3 separate regions of the Sus scrofa genome follow, and all the other regions are linked to region 1. The links are chromatin contacts, called in public Hi-C and targeted proximity ligation maps. All regions are on one chromosome and are shown on one strand. The core of a region is the stretch at or near the end of the contact, and the rest is flanking DNA. Distances in the headings are between cores, read along the strand shown. Region 1 overlaps LITAF (lipopolysaccharide-induced tumor necrosis factor-alpha factor). Region 2 holds the start of ZC3H7A (zinc finger CCCH domain-containing protein 7A). Region 3 overlaps LOC102157603.

Region 1 (3,809 bases), core at 754-3,253:
TCTTTGCATCGTCACCGTCACCGCAGGACGTTTGTCAGTCTAGGAAACTGACATGGGTACCTCACCATTCACCTCACTCCAGACTTTCTTTGGCGTTTGCCAGTGTTTCCCCAATGTCCCTTCTTCTGTTCCGAAGTCCCATCCAGGGTATCCCACTGCGCTTAACCACCCCATCCCCAGTCCCCTGTGGTCTCCTGCAGTGTCTTAGGCTTTACCTGTTTCTTGTGATTGTCTCTGGGGAGGACTGGGCCGAGATTTCTGTCACATTGGGTTTGTTTGATATTTTTCTCATGATTTCCCTGGAGTTAGGGGTTTTGGGGGAAGAGCACCACAGAGACGAAGGGCTCGTCACAGCATGTGACACCCGCGTGACATCATAATAATGTTAGCCTTTGTTGCTATGTTAAGGTAGCATTTGCCAGGTTTCTCCTTTGTATTGTTACTCTTTTTCTCCTTCCCTAGGGTATTCTTTTAAAGCAAGGTGCTCGGGAGTTTCTGCTGTGGCTCAGCAGTAACGAACCCGACTCATATCCATGAGGACGCTGGGTTCCATCTCTGGCCTCACGCAGGGGGTTAAGGATCCTGCGTTGCCAGTGAGCTGCGGTGTGGGTCCCAGACACAGCTCAGATCCCGTGTTGCTGTGGCTGTGGCATAGGCTGGCAGCGGCAGCTCCAGTTCGACCCCTCGCCTGGGAACTTCCATATGCTGCAGTGGCCCTAAAAAGCAAAAAATAAATACATATAAGCCAGAGGCGAAATTCGGCCCACGCCCAAGAGCGGGAGGGGTGAGATTAAGCTCCACTTCCTGGAGGGAGGGGCCTCTACACATCATTTGGAACTCTTCTGGAAGAAAGATCTGTCTTCATTTAAAAAACACACTTTTCCAATTATAGGATAATAAGTCCTTGGCATGTAAAATACAGCATAATAAAGATAATGAACACTGCTGTACAATATAAATGAAAGTTAGCAAGAGAGTAAATCCTAAGAGGTCTCATCGCAAGGAAAGGATTTTGTTTCCGATTTTCTTTTGATGTTTCCGATTTCTTATAGTGTCGTGTCTGTATGAGAGGTTGGCTCTTCCCTACACCTGTTGTGGTCATCACTTTATGATGCTTGTAAAGGAAAGCATTTTGTTGTACACCTTACGTTTCTACAGTGCTGTATGTCTATTATACCTCAAACCGAAAAAAATAAACTACTCCCCCAAAATACATGTTTCTACAGAGCTTGCACTAAGCTGAAGCGTAGGCTTGCAGACCTGGCTTGGATCGGGCGTTGCTGTGGCTGGGACATAGGCAGGCAGCTGTATCTCTGATTCGACCCCTACCTGGCCTGGGAACTTCCACTCGCGGCAGGTGTGGCCCTCCAAACAAACAAATCAACCAAAAAAAGAACAAAATAAAGAGTTTGCACGAGAGCTGTTCCCATCATACACGGGATAGAGGTGCCAAATACACTCTTGGAGTCCCCGCTGGACCAGGACGCATTGCATTGGTGTCTTAAAGCTCTGTGGGAATCCAGGAAGCATGAACACAGCCCTCCCCGGGAAGGGTGTAATGCGGTCCAGTGAGGGGAACAGAATCTCATTTGCAGACAGGAAGCAATTAGGACGCACGAGGAAGGCGCATGTCCTCGAGGGCTGGGCTGGGGATGGGCCAGGGGAAGCGGATCAGGCGGTAAAAAAGACGGCTGTAAAAGACGACAGAGGGTCACCCGTTCACCAGCCCGTTCCCACCTTCAGGCTTGCTAAAGGCAGGACGGGTTCTGTCATTTTCAAAGGCGGTTCTGTCATTTTTAAAGGCCTGACAGTCATAATGCCCCCCCTCCACCCCGTCATCTGGAATATAGCCAGGATTGAGGAAATAAGCAAGTACCCGTCTCCCCAGTAAACCAGATATTTATCAAGGCAAATGCGGAAGCTTGTTTACTTTCCTCCTGGGAGGCACCCAAGGAAACTAGTAACTCTTTTGTGACACAGAGTTCTTACACCCTGCGTTCAGGCTTCCTGGTCCTTGGAGGCTTGGAAGCAGGGGAGAGGAGTTGGGTGGGGAGTTGGGTGGGAGTGGCAGGACCGCAAGATGCTGACACAAGCATTTTCTTTTTTTTTTCTTCTTCTTTTCTGCTTCTGCTTTTTTTTTTTTTTTTTAAACTGAGACTTTAAGGAGGCAGAGAGAAATAGGGGATCATTTGAGAAAATGGTTAAGAGACTTTTGGGAGAGGGATATTGAAAAGGGGCCTTGATCAGAATAAAGAAACACCAGAAGTTGTGAGACTGGAGTTTTCGTTGTGTTGAGAGACGTGATCCGGAGTGCGGACCCCTTCTCTGCCCTTTGATGTGTGTTTATACTGTTGCGGCGTTGTTGGGTGGCTTTGGCTGTGGTTGGTTTCTCCTGGTATTCTAGGTTTGGAGGCTTATTTTTAGCGTCTGAATTTTCCTTGGCAGGAGTCGCTTTTGGTTTGTTGGGTAATGAAACAGAACATATTGGGGGCGGCGGGGGGGAATCCCTCCCTGAAAGGTCCAGCCTCTTTTTTTTTTTTTTTTTTGGTCGTTTTGCCTTTTCTTGGGCCGCTCCCACAGCATATGGAGGTTCCCAGGCTAGGGGTCAAATCGGAGCTACAGCCGCCGGCCTATGCCAGAGCCACAGCAACGCGGGGTCGGAGATGCGTCTGCGACCTACACCACAGCTCATGGCAACGCCGGATCGTTAACCCACTGAGCAAGGCCAGGGATCAAACCCGCAACCTTATGGTTCCTAGTCGGATTTGTTAACCACTGCGCCAAGACCTGAAGGCCTCCTGAAAGGTCCAGCCTCCAGATGGTGCAAAGGCTCCCGTAACCCCGCCCCCCTCCTGGCCAATCACTGCTCACCTCCCCGCAGGACACAGGTGTGCCTGCCTCTGTGTCTCTGGCCACGTTGTTCTGCCCTCTTCCTGTTCTGCCCTTTTCTGTGTCCTTCACTGTCTTAGACCCTCTGCTTGCCTTGGAGTCTGGGCTGTTTCCCGCCGTGGTTAACTGTACCTCCCCCAATGGTTCCTTAAGGCCAGCAAGGGAAGGTCCCTGCCTCCCCGGTCCTGCATTCACCGTCAGCCTGCAGAACCTCCAGCATGGAAAATGGATCGTAGTACAAAATGCCAAGGGAAGAATTTTACTTGGGCAAATAGGACGTTGTTAGCAGACGTCTGGGGATGATACAGTGCAAACAGTGGAGCACATCTTCTCACCAGAGACACGTGATCAGTGGCGTTCATCTGCCTGCAAATCCGCAGGGAGGGGCGGAGGGCCAGTTGCTGGGAAGGGAGGGGACGTGAGACCCAGTACATGGGACAAAGGGATGACGACATCATTTCACCTGTGTTAGCCTCAGGCATACAGGTGAGAGGACTTTTGAGAGACCAACCTGGGGAGGGCACATGCGGGTTTGCCGAAGAGGCTCTTTTTTTCCCTCCCGTTAAAAAAAAAGAGAGAGGTTTGGGAGTTCCGCCGTGGCATATTGGGTTAAGAATCCAGCGTTGTCACAGCTGTGGTGTCAGTCGCAGCTGTGGCTTGGATTCAGTCCCTGACCCAGGAACTTCCATATGCCTCGGATGCAGCCATAACATTAAAAAAAAGAGAGAGAGGTTTGAAACAATGCCATTTGCAGCAACGTGGGTGGACCTAGAGATTTTCATATCAAGTGAAATAAGTTAGAGAAAGATAACTTTCACCCGATATCACATATCTGAAATCTTTAAAAATGGTATAAATGAACTTACATACAAAACAAAAATAGACTCAGATATAGAAAAGAAACTTATGGTTACCAAAGC
Region 2 (3,809 bases), core at 841-3,340, 220 kb before region 1:
TATACCACAGCCACAGCAACACCAGATCTGAGCTGTGTCTGCGACCTACACCACAGCTCATGGCAACGCCGGATCCTCGACCCACTGAGCAAGGCCAGGGATCAAACCCGCAACCTCATGGTTCCTGGTTGGATTCGCTTCTGCTGCGCCACAATGGGAACTCCAGCAATTTTATTAGGTGGCAGACAGGGAAGGCCTCTCCAAGAGAAGATGTTTGAGACCTGAAGTGACCAGAAGAACCCCTTCCTCAGAGGGGCTTCCCCTAAAGCCAGCCCCTGTCAGTTCTACTTGAATGTTTCTGTCACAGCACATACCTTGTGTCGTGGACTGAACTGGGTCCATCGAAACTCACATGGTGAAGCCCTAACCCCTAACAAGAAGATAGGGCTTCCCCGGAGGTAATTAAGTGAAGTCATGAGGTGCGGGGGGCAAGCCAACATGACAGGTGTCCTTACAGGAAGAGAAATGCTTACATACCCGGCAAAGGCCCCGTGAAGACACGGCAAGAAGGCTGTCCTCTGCAGGCCAAGGGGAGAGTTCTCTTCACAAACCAACCCTGCCAACACCTTGATCTTGGACTTCCAACCTCCAGAACATGAAAAAATGAATTCTAATTTAAGCCTCCAGGTCTGTGCATAGAAAACGGACTTAAGCAGGTGAAACGGACTTAACCTTGGGGGGCGGGGAGAAGGGAGGACTGGGAGTTTGGGTTGAACAGATCCAAGCTAGTATATACAAGCTAAATAACAAGGTTCTACTGGATAATACAGGGAAGGAACTATATTCAGTATCTTGTGATAAACCATAATGGAGAAGAATACGAAAAAGAATGCGTGTTATGTAGATGTGGGTGTGCCTGTGTGGATATATGAGTCACTTAGCTGTACAGCAGAAATTAACACATTACCATAATTCAATTAAAAAAAAAAAAAAAGCCTCCAAACCTGCCATATTTTGTTACAGCAGCCTGAGCTAATGAATACATCTGGTTTGTAAATCTACTCAGACCACTGTCAGAGTCACCGGGCTAGTTTCTCCCTTTTTCTCACCCCTCCTATGGCTCAGTCTCTGCACAGTAGCCAGAGAGCTTTTCTCAGGTGCAAATCACATCCTGTCACTCCCAAATCAGACCCATTAGTGCCACACAGAATAAACTCCAAAGTCCCCCATCACCCGCCCACCCTCCCTCCCTGCCACCAGCCAAAGAGGACTCTCCTGTTCAAGCTCCAGCCTCAAGGCCTTTGCACTCGCCCTTCCCTCTGCCTGGAGAACATTCTCCATCTCCCTGGCCATCACCTTCTCAGAACCTTCCCAGAGTCATCCCTCTACCGTAAGTGAAGCCCGCCCATCACGGTCTCATTCCCCTGCTGTAATCTCGGTTTACACCGTCGGAAATGGTCTCCTTCGCGTCTCGGAGGGTCCCCACCGCTACTCCCCATCCCGCTATGGGACAGAGACCCTGCCTTGCCCACTGCTGAGCCCTAGAGCACAGTGGGCTGTTGAAAATACAGGTGGATGAGGTGGCATTTGGGCGGAGACCTGAAAGGCAGGGAGCCAGGCCCGCTCAGGGTCCAACCCAGAGCTGCTCCTGAGCTCTGCCCCCCTTCCTCTGCTGTAGGGGTGTAGGAATGGGGACAACGATGCTTGTTCTGAGGCTCCGAAGGGTTACAATTGGCAAAGTACGAAACACCGGCTTAGGATTTGCTAAATAAAGTGTCTCCGGGGAGGCCTCCCCATACCCGAAACTAGGTCAGCTCCCTGGTAGACGCTGTTCTAACTCCCTGCTCTTCGGCTCCAGGGCCGCTGCCCAGAAAAAACACCCACGGCGCATGTGAATTGCACGTCCACCCAGAATTAGTTCTCAGCACCGGCGCGTCCGAGCATCCCTTGGCCCTACTCGCTCCCTCCCGCGGTCCCAGCCCGCTGCGGACCGCGCTCCCGCTCGGGAGGCGGCCCCGGAACCCACGGCGGAGGATCTCTGCAGCCCGGCCCGACGTGGCGTCGCCGCCGCCACCGCCCCCGGCGCCGACGCTCGCGGTCGCAGCCAATGGCCGCGTCTCCCGGGCGGCGGGCGCGGCCTCCGGCCACTAGAGGGCGCCGCGCGGGCGCAGCGGAGCCGCCGCCGCCGCCGGTCGCGGAGGGAAGGTGAGAGCGAGCGCCCAGGCCGCTGCCGCCGCCGCCGCCGCCCGCTCACCGCGCGCTGCTGTCCGTCCCCCGGCGCGGCCGTCCCCGCAGGTAGGTGGGTCCCGCCGGGCCCCGCCGCCCTCCCGGCCCGCGCGCCGCCCCTCCCCCGCCGGCGCCCCCGCCCGGCGCGCCCCCGCCGCCGCCTCGTGCTCGCGCGCGCCGGTAACGGACGCCGGGCGGGGGAGGGGCGGCGCGCAAGGCCGCCCCGCGGCAGCCGAGGGGGCGGAGGGCTCGGCCACAAAGGGCGCGCGGCCCCTGCGGAGGGGCGGTCCGAGCGCGCGCCGCCGCGGGGCTCCGCGGGCGGGCGGGTCCTTGTCCCCTCCCTCCGATGGGGGCGGCGGGGGTCTCACCCTGGGGGCGCGTGTCCCCCTAGCGGGGCGTAGAGGGCTCCCGCTCCCTCCATCCCATGCTTGCGTGCATTTCCGTTGGCAAAATACCTCCTCTCTGGTTATTTAACTAAAAAAAAAAAAAAGGATTTTTTTGTTTTCATTATTTCTCTCTGTTTCTGTGATCGGGGACCCCTAATTCAGTACCGTAGGTTTGGGGGCGGGAAGGATGAGCCCGGTGCGCTTGGCTCGTTTATTTCGGGCTGTTCCCCCCCCCCCTTTTTTTTTGCGCGGGGCGCACGTCTAGGACGCGCGGCGAATTGTTTCCTATCTTTTTTGTGGATCTGGAGACGGCCAGGCTTTAGGTTTCTTTCCCCACCCTTAAAGAATGAGGACCTGTCAGTTCCCATTAGCGTGAATTTCCTGTTGGGGACGGTCATTGCCGGGGTGTGGTCCAGCTGGAAAGCTCCGGCTGGTCCCCGAGAGGTCGCGCCTGCACCCTGATTGGGTGAATTTATCGGGAGTTGAGTATTTTCCCTGTCCCCCGGAATGTAGGCATGAAAGAAGGTGCCGTGTTTGGTATTTAAGGACCGAGGGTCTGCCCAGACTCGAGGTGCCCTGCCCGGGAAGGTGGCCACTGGCCGCAAGGAGCTGTTGAACACTTGGAATGTGGCTAGACGGAGTTGAGATGTGCTCCCAGTGAAAAAGACACACCTGATTTTGAACGCTTAGTAAGGAAAAAAAGTAAAGATATCTCATTCATAATTCTTTCCAAGTTAAATAATAGCGGTTGAGATGATACTGTTTTGAACATAGTGGGTTGACTCAAATATATTATTGTCATTGGTTTCTTTTTACTTCTTTTTAACACAGTTACTTGAACATTGAAAATTAAATGTACGACTGGCATATTTCTGTTGGACAGCGTTCAGCTGGAGCATTGGAATGAGGGCAGGGGTAGTAGGAGCTTCTGCCATCTGTTTTCTCTTTGCCTGCTTCTCTGATGGCATGTGGCCTCCTCTCTCCTAGACACTCTTCCTTCTCACCCTCCGCTGAACTGTCGAGCCCATGGCTTAAGGAGGATTTTGTCCTCATTTGCAGTCAAGTTCATGGACAGAATTTTCTTTGGGGAAAAAATGTCATCTCCTGTGCACTGGAGTACACGGTGGAAATAGTTGCAGAGGATTGGACTCAGTCGGATCATAAGTTATTGAAGCTGCGTGTTTGCAATATTTGCGTGTGTGTGATACAGCGAGCCTGCTCATGTTCAGGGCCTCTGCCATCTGAAAGCCTTTCTCC
Region 3 (3,809 bases), core at 799-3,298, 200 kb after region 1:
CCCTCAGGAGCCGGGGGAGGCTTGTCTACCCAGTGCCTGGCGCCTGGCGCCGCCTCATCCTGCCTGGCACATGCCCAGTGGCCAGATCAGATCACTCAGCCTTTGAGCTGAGCCAGCATCACCTCCCAGGTGTCACATGTGTGTTCCCATGGCCTGGGGTCTCTGCGGGGCTCCCTGCCTGTCCATGAATCCCGTTTTCACCTGGAACCTGCAGGACCTCCGGCACACGTGCATCTGCCCTGAGGGTGGCATCTGGGGGTCCTCGAGTTAGCGGGGAGGGCCCGTGAGACCCCCACCCTCTGGGCTGCCACTGTTTATTTCTGTCTGCCCCTCTTCCCCCAATCAGGGTGTCCTGGAGGGTGTACCCAGGACCTGGCACAGGGCCCAGCACCTCATAGATGCTCCGTGAAGGAGAATGAATGAACAAACGGGCAGCCAACAAGTGAGCGATCACACTCCCCCATGGGTCGCTTCCTAACCCCACTCGCCGCCCCCTCCCTGGCCTGGCGCAGGCTGCCATTGTTTATAGGGCACCTATTGTGTGCCAGGCCTGTCCCCGCTCACGCATGTACAATCTCTGTGCTCCCCACATTCACGGCACCCACCATTCAGGGCACCATTTCGTTTTCCCCCGTTTTTATTTTGAATAATTTCCAACCTATAGGAAAGTTCCTGTAGGACGGTGGACATTCGTAAATCGGATTCCCTCCACCGGTTTTATCGTGATGTTTTATCCCACTGCTGCACCACAGTGGGAACTCCCAGGATCTGGTCTCTTAACTTTCAAATATACCAGACAGCAGGCTTGGCTGCAGTCATCCTGTTATCCATACATCCCGGGTATTTCTCTTATAGCACCGATTGGTAATATCTTGCCACATCTTTCCGCTTATACTTACATATGCTTATACATTTGTGTATTCGTACCCATTTTTTTTTCTGTATTGTCATGAGTTGATCCTGAGATGTTTTCGGAGATAGCATACCTCTTTATTCCTGTAACAAGGCTATTTTCTTGTGTGACCCAATAGAATTACAAAATTCAGGAAACTTAACGGGTGACATTATCAGACATATAGTTTGTAAAACATTTCCCAGTTGCCACAAGAATTCTTCTTGTGCAATAATGCCCTTTCCAGCTGTTTTGTAAGAACTGTTTTAGCCTTTACACCCAATTCCGGCTCTCTTGCAACTGTTCATCTCACCCCTGCAACGAAAAAGCAGCCACAGACAGTATTTAAATAAATGGGCCTGACTGTGTTCCAGTAACACTTTATTTGCAAGATCAGGAGGAGGGACAACTTTGGCCAGAAAGGCTGACTCCAGGAGTTCCTGTCGTGGCGCAGCGGTTAACAAATCCAACTAGGAACCATGAGGTTGCAGGTTCGATCCCTGGCCTTGCTCAGTGGGTTAAGAATCGGGCATTGCCGTGAGCTGTGGTGTAGGCCGCAGATGCGGCTCGGATTCTGCATGGCTGTGGCTGTGGTGTAGGCCAGCGGCTACAGCTCTGATTTGACTCCTGGCCTGGGAACCTCCATATGCCGCAGGTGCTGCTCTAAAAGGACAAAAAGACAACAAAACAAAACACTAGCGACTTGCCAGTGTCCAGGCAATTTTTTTTAATCACACATCTGAATTTGTCAGATTGTTTGTCTAAGACGTAATTCAAGGTGGACATTTTTCACAGGGGCATCGCAAAGTTAATGGGGCATCTGCAGAGCTTTTAAAAACACCAGTTCTAGGCCCTGTTCCAAGAGGTTCCATTTTTAAAGGTCTTAGGGTGGGGCCTAGAATCTGTATTTTTAGCAAGTGCCCTAAGTGATTTCCGCTATCCGGCCAACGTGGAAGTTAGCACATTATTTCATATAATTTTCATATCAACCCATTAATAAAGCAGGTATCCTTATCGCCATTTATCAGGTTGGAAAGGGAGGCTCGTGTAGGTAAAGAACTAGCCGGAGGTTCTTCACCCATACCTGGAAGAGCCATGTTGGATGCCATGCCCGATGCCTGTGTGTGGTCCTGGGCATTTGCCCGTCCTGCTGTCTACAGTGATCGTACAGCTAGAATTCTTGCCTGCCCGCCCAGGCCACTGGCTCTTTTCAAGTCAGTGTCATAGCGTGAAGGGCACTGGGAGATTGTTGTCATGGTCACACCTGGTCGTTGAAATGGAGATTCAGGACCCTCACATCAGCCTTTATCCCACCCAGGGAGCTGTGAGTTTGGGGGGGGCCTGGGGCTTTGGGAAGCAGAGCTTACGTAGAGCATGGAGCCAGCGTCTTCCTGAGTGTTACACCTGCAAAGATCTGACCTGCTTTTCTTCCAACCCAGCTGCGATACTCGGAGGGTGGAGCCGAGAGCACGTTTGTCTTGAGGATGGAGGAGCATCATTTCCACGTCGGCACCAGGCTCGTAGCTGCCAAGAACAGTCTTGCCAACATCATCAAGCTGGAACAGACCTTCCCCCAGGTGTGTGGAGGGGGCCAGGGCCAGGGCAGAGGGGGTGGTTCCTGGGGCAGCTCTTTGAAATAAGAGAGATTCCGGGAAGGATCCGGTGCAGGCAGGGCTGTGATGTCAGTTTCCATTTTTTGAGCATCTTCTAGGTACCAAGCCGGGAACTATTCCAGAAGCTGAGAATATTGCCTGGAACAGGCCTGATGGGTCCTTCCTCAAGTGTAGAGTATAGTGGGGAGACTGACCAAAAAATAAGAAGGAAAAAGGCCAGATGATGATATAGCCTATAGAAAAAACAGAATAGGGGATGCGAGTAGGAATTACGGAGAACTATGCAGGTGTCCAGGATAGGCCCCACTAAGGGGGAGACATTTGAACTACCCCCAATGACAGGCAAGGAAGTATCAGCCATTGGCAAGCTGGCGAAAGGGCATTCCAGGCAGAGAGAACAAGATGTGCAAAGGGCCTGGGGCAGGAATGAATTGGGTATGTTGAAGGAATGGCCACTGGGCTGGAGCACAGTGGGTAAGGGGGAGACAGTGAGCAGGAGGGGGTCCAGGCATGCAGAGCCTGTCAGGCCACAGGGAGGAGTTTGGATTTTAGTCTCTTTGAACCTGGAGGTCTTTTGAGGACGTGATCCAAATGATGCTTTTGGATTCCCTGAGCTGCTGTGTTGGGAGGGACCAGCAGGGGGCAGCAGAGACGCCAGTGAGCTGGGCGAGAATGATGGTGTCATGGACCAAGGTGGGGCGGTAGCAATGAGTTTTAGAGACATTTAAGAGCATGGGAGTTCCCTGGTAGCCTAGAGGTTAAGGATCCAGCATTGTCACTGCTGTGGCGTGGGTTCAATACCGTGCCCAGGAATTTCCGCATGCTGTGGGCACAGCCAAAAAAAAAGAGAGAGAGAGTAAACTATGCTCCTACCCACAAAAGTCCCCTACAGTGCCCTTGAGCCACCCTCCACCTGTGGCACCCACCAGCAGGGAGAGTGCCCCTTGCTGAGCCTTTGCACAGACTGTTCCTTCTGCTTAGAATGCCCTTCCTTGCTTTGTTCATCACCTACTTTCTCTGTGTTCCTTTGTTCCTTGCATATCTTTCATGGCCATTCTTGTCACCTTGTCCTACCATTTTCTGTTTCTGTGACCCTCTCTCCATCAACCTGGAGCCCCCGAAGGGCCAGGACTAGTATTGGTTATCATTGGACCCCAGTACTCAGCCCTGGTCGAGGACATAATACCTGCTCATTAAATGTTTGAGAAAGTCTACCACCCACCTCAGCAGCCCCCACATGGCACCATCCACGGGTCTAGCTCTGGGCTAAGCATGTCACACCCACTATATCACTGAAGCTGGCA

What was found. A called contact is a pair of places that touch in the nucleus more often than the background predicts.
Region 2: a contact with region 1 is called in a Hi-C map of liver, with 4 times the contacts expected there. A contact is called at or near these places in 1 of 5 promoter capture datasets (liver), 7 of 47 Hi-C or Micro-C datasets (embryonic fibroblasts, epiblast stem cells, liver and 3 more) and 1 of 2 datasets of targeted methods (alveolar macrophages).
Region 3: a contact with region 1 is called in a targeted proximity ligation map of alveolar macrophages. A contact is called at or near these places in 1 of 47 Hi-C or Micro-C datasets (embryonic fibroblasts) and 1 of 2 datasets of targeted methods (alveolar macrophages).

What each region holds. Positions count from the first base shown.
Region 1 is chr3:31,545,813-31,549,621 of Sscrofa11.1, forward strand. The region is part of intron 1 of LITAF (lipopolysaccharide-induced tumor necrosis factor-alpha factor); the gene reads left to right. Among named protein-coding and RNA genes, the nearest start is that of LITAF, 65 kb to the left of the region's middle.
Region 2 is chr3:31,330,396-31,334,204 of Sscrofa11.1, forward strand. It overlaps ZC3H7A (zinc finger CCCH domain-containing protein 7A), which reads left to right and starts at 2,091. Exons shown (of 23, transcript XM_021086593.1): 1 at 2,091-2,235.
Region 3 is chr3:31,741,898-31,745,706 of Sscrofa11.1, forward strand. LOC102157603 reads left to right here. Exons shown (of 53, transcript XM_021086611.1): 33 at 2,332-2,469. Among named protein-coding and RNA genes, the nearest start is that of RMI2, 71 kb to the right of the region's middle.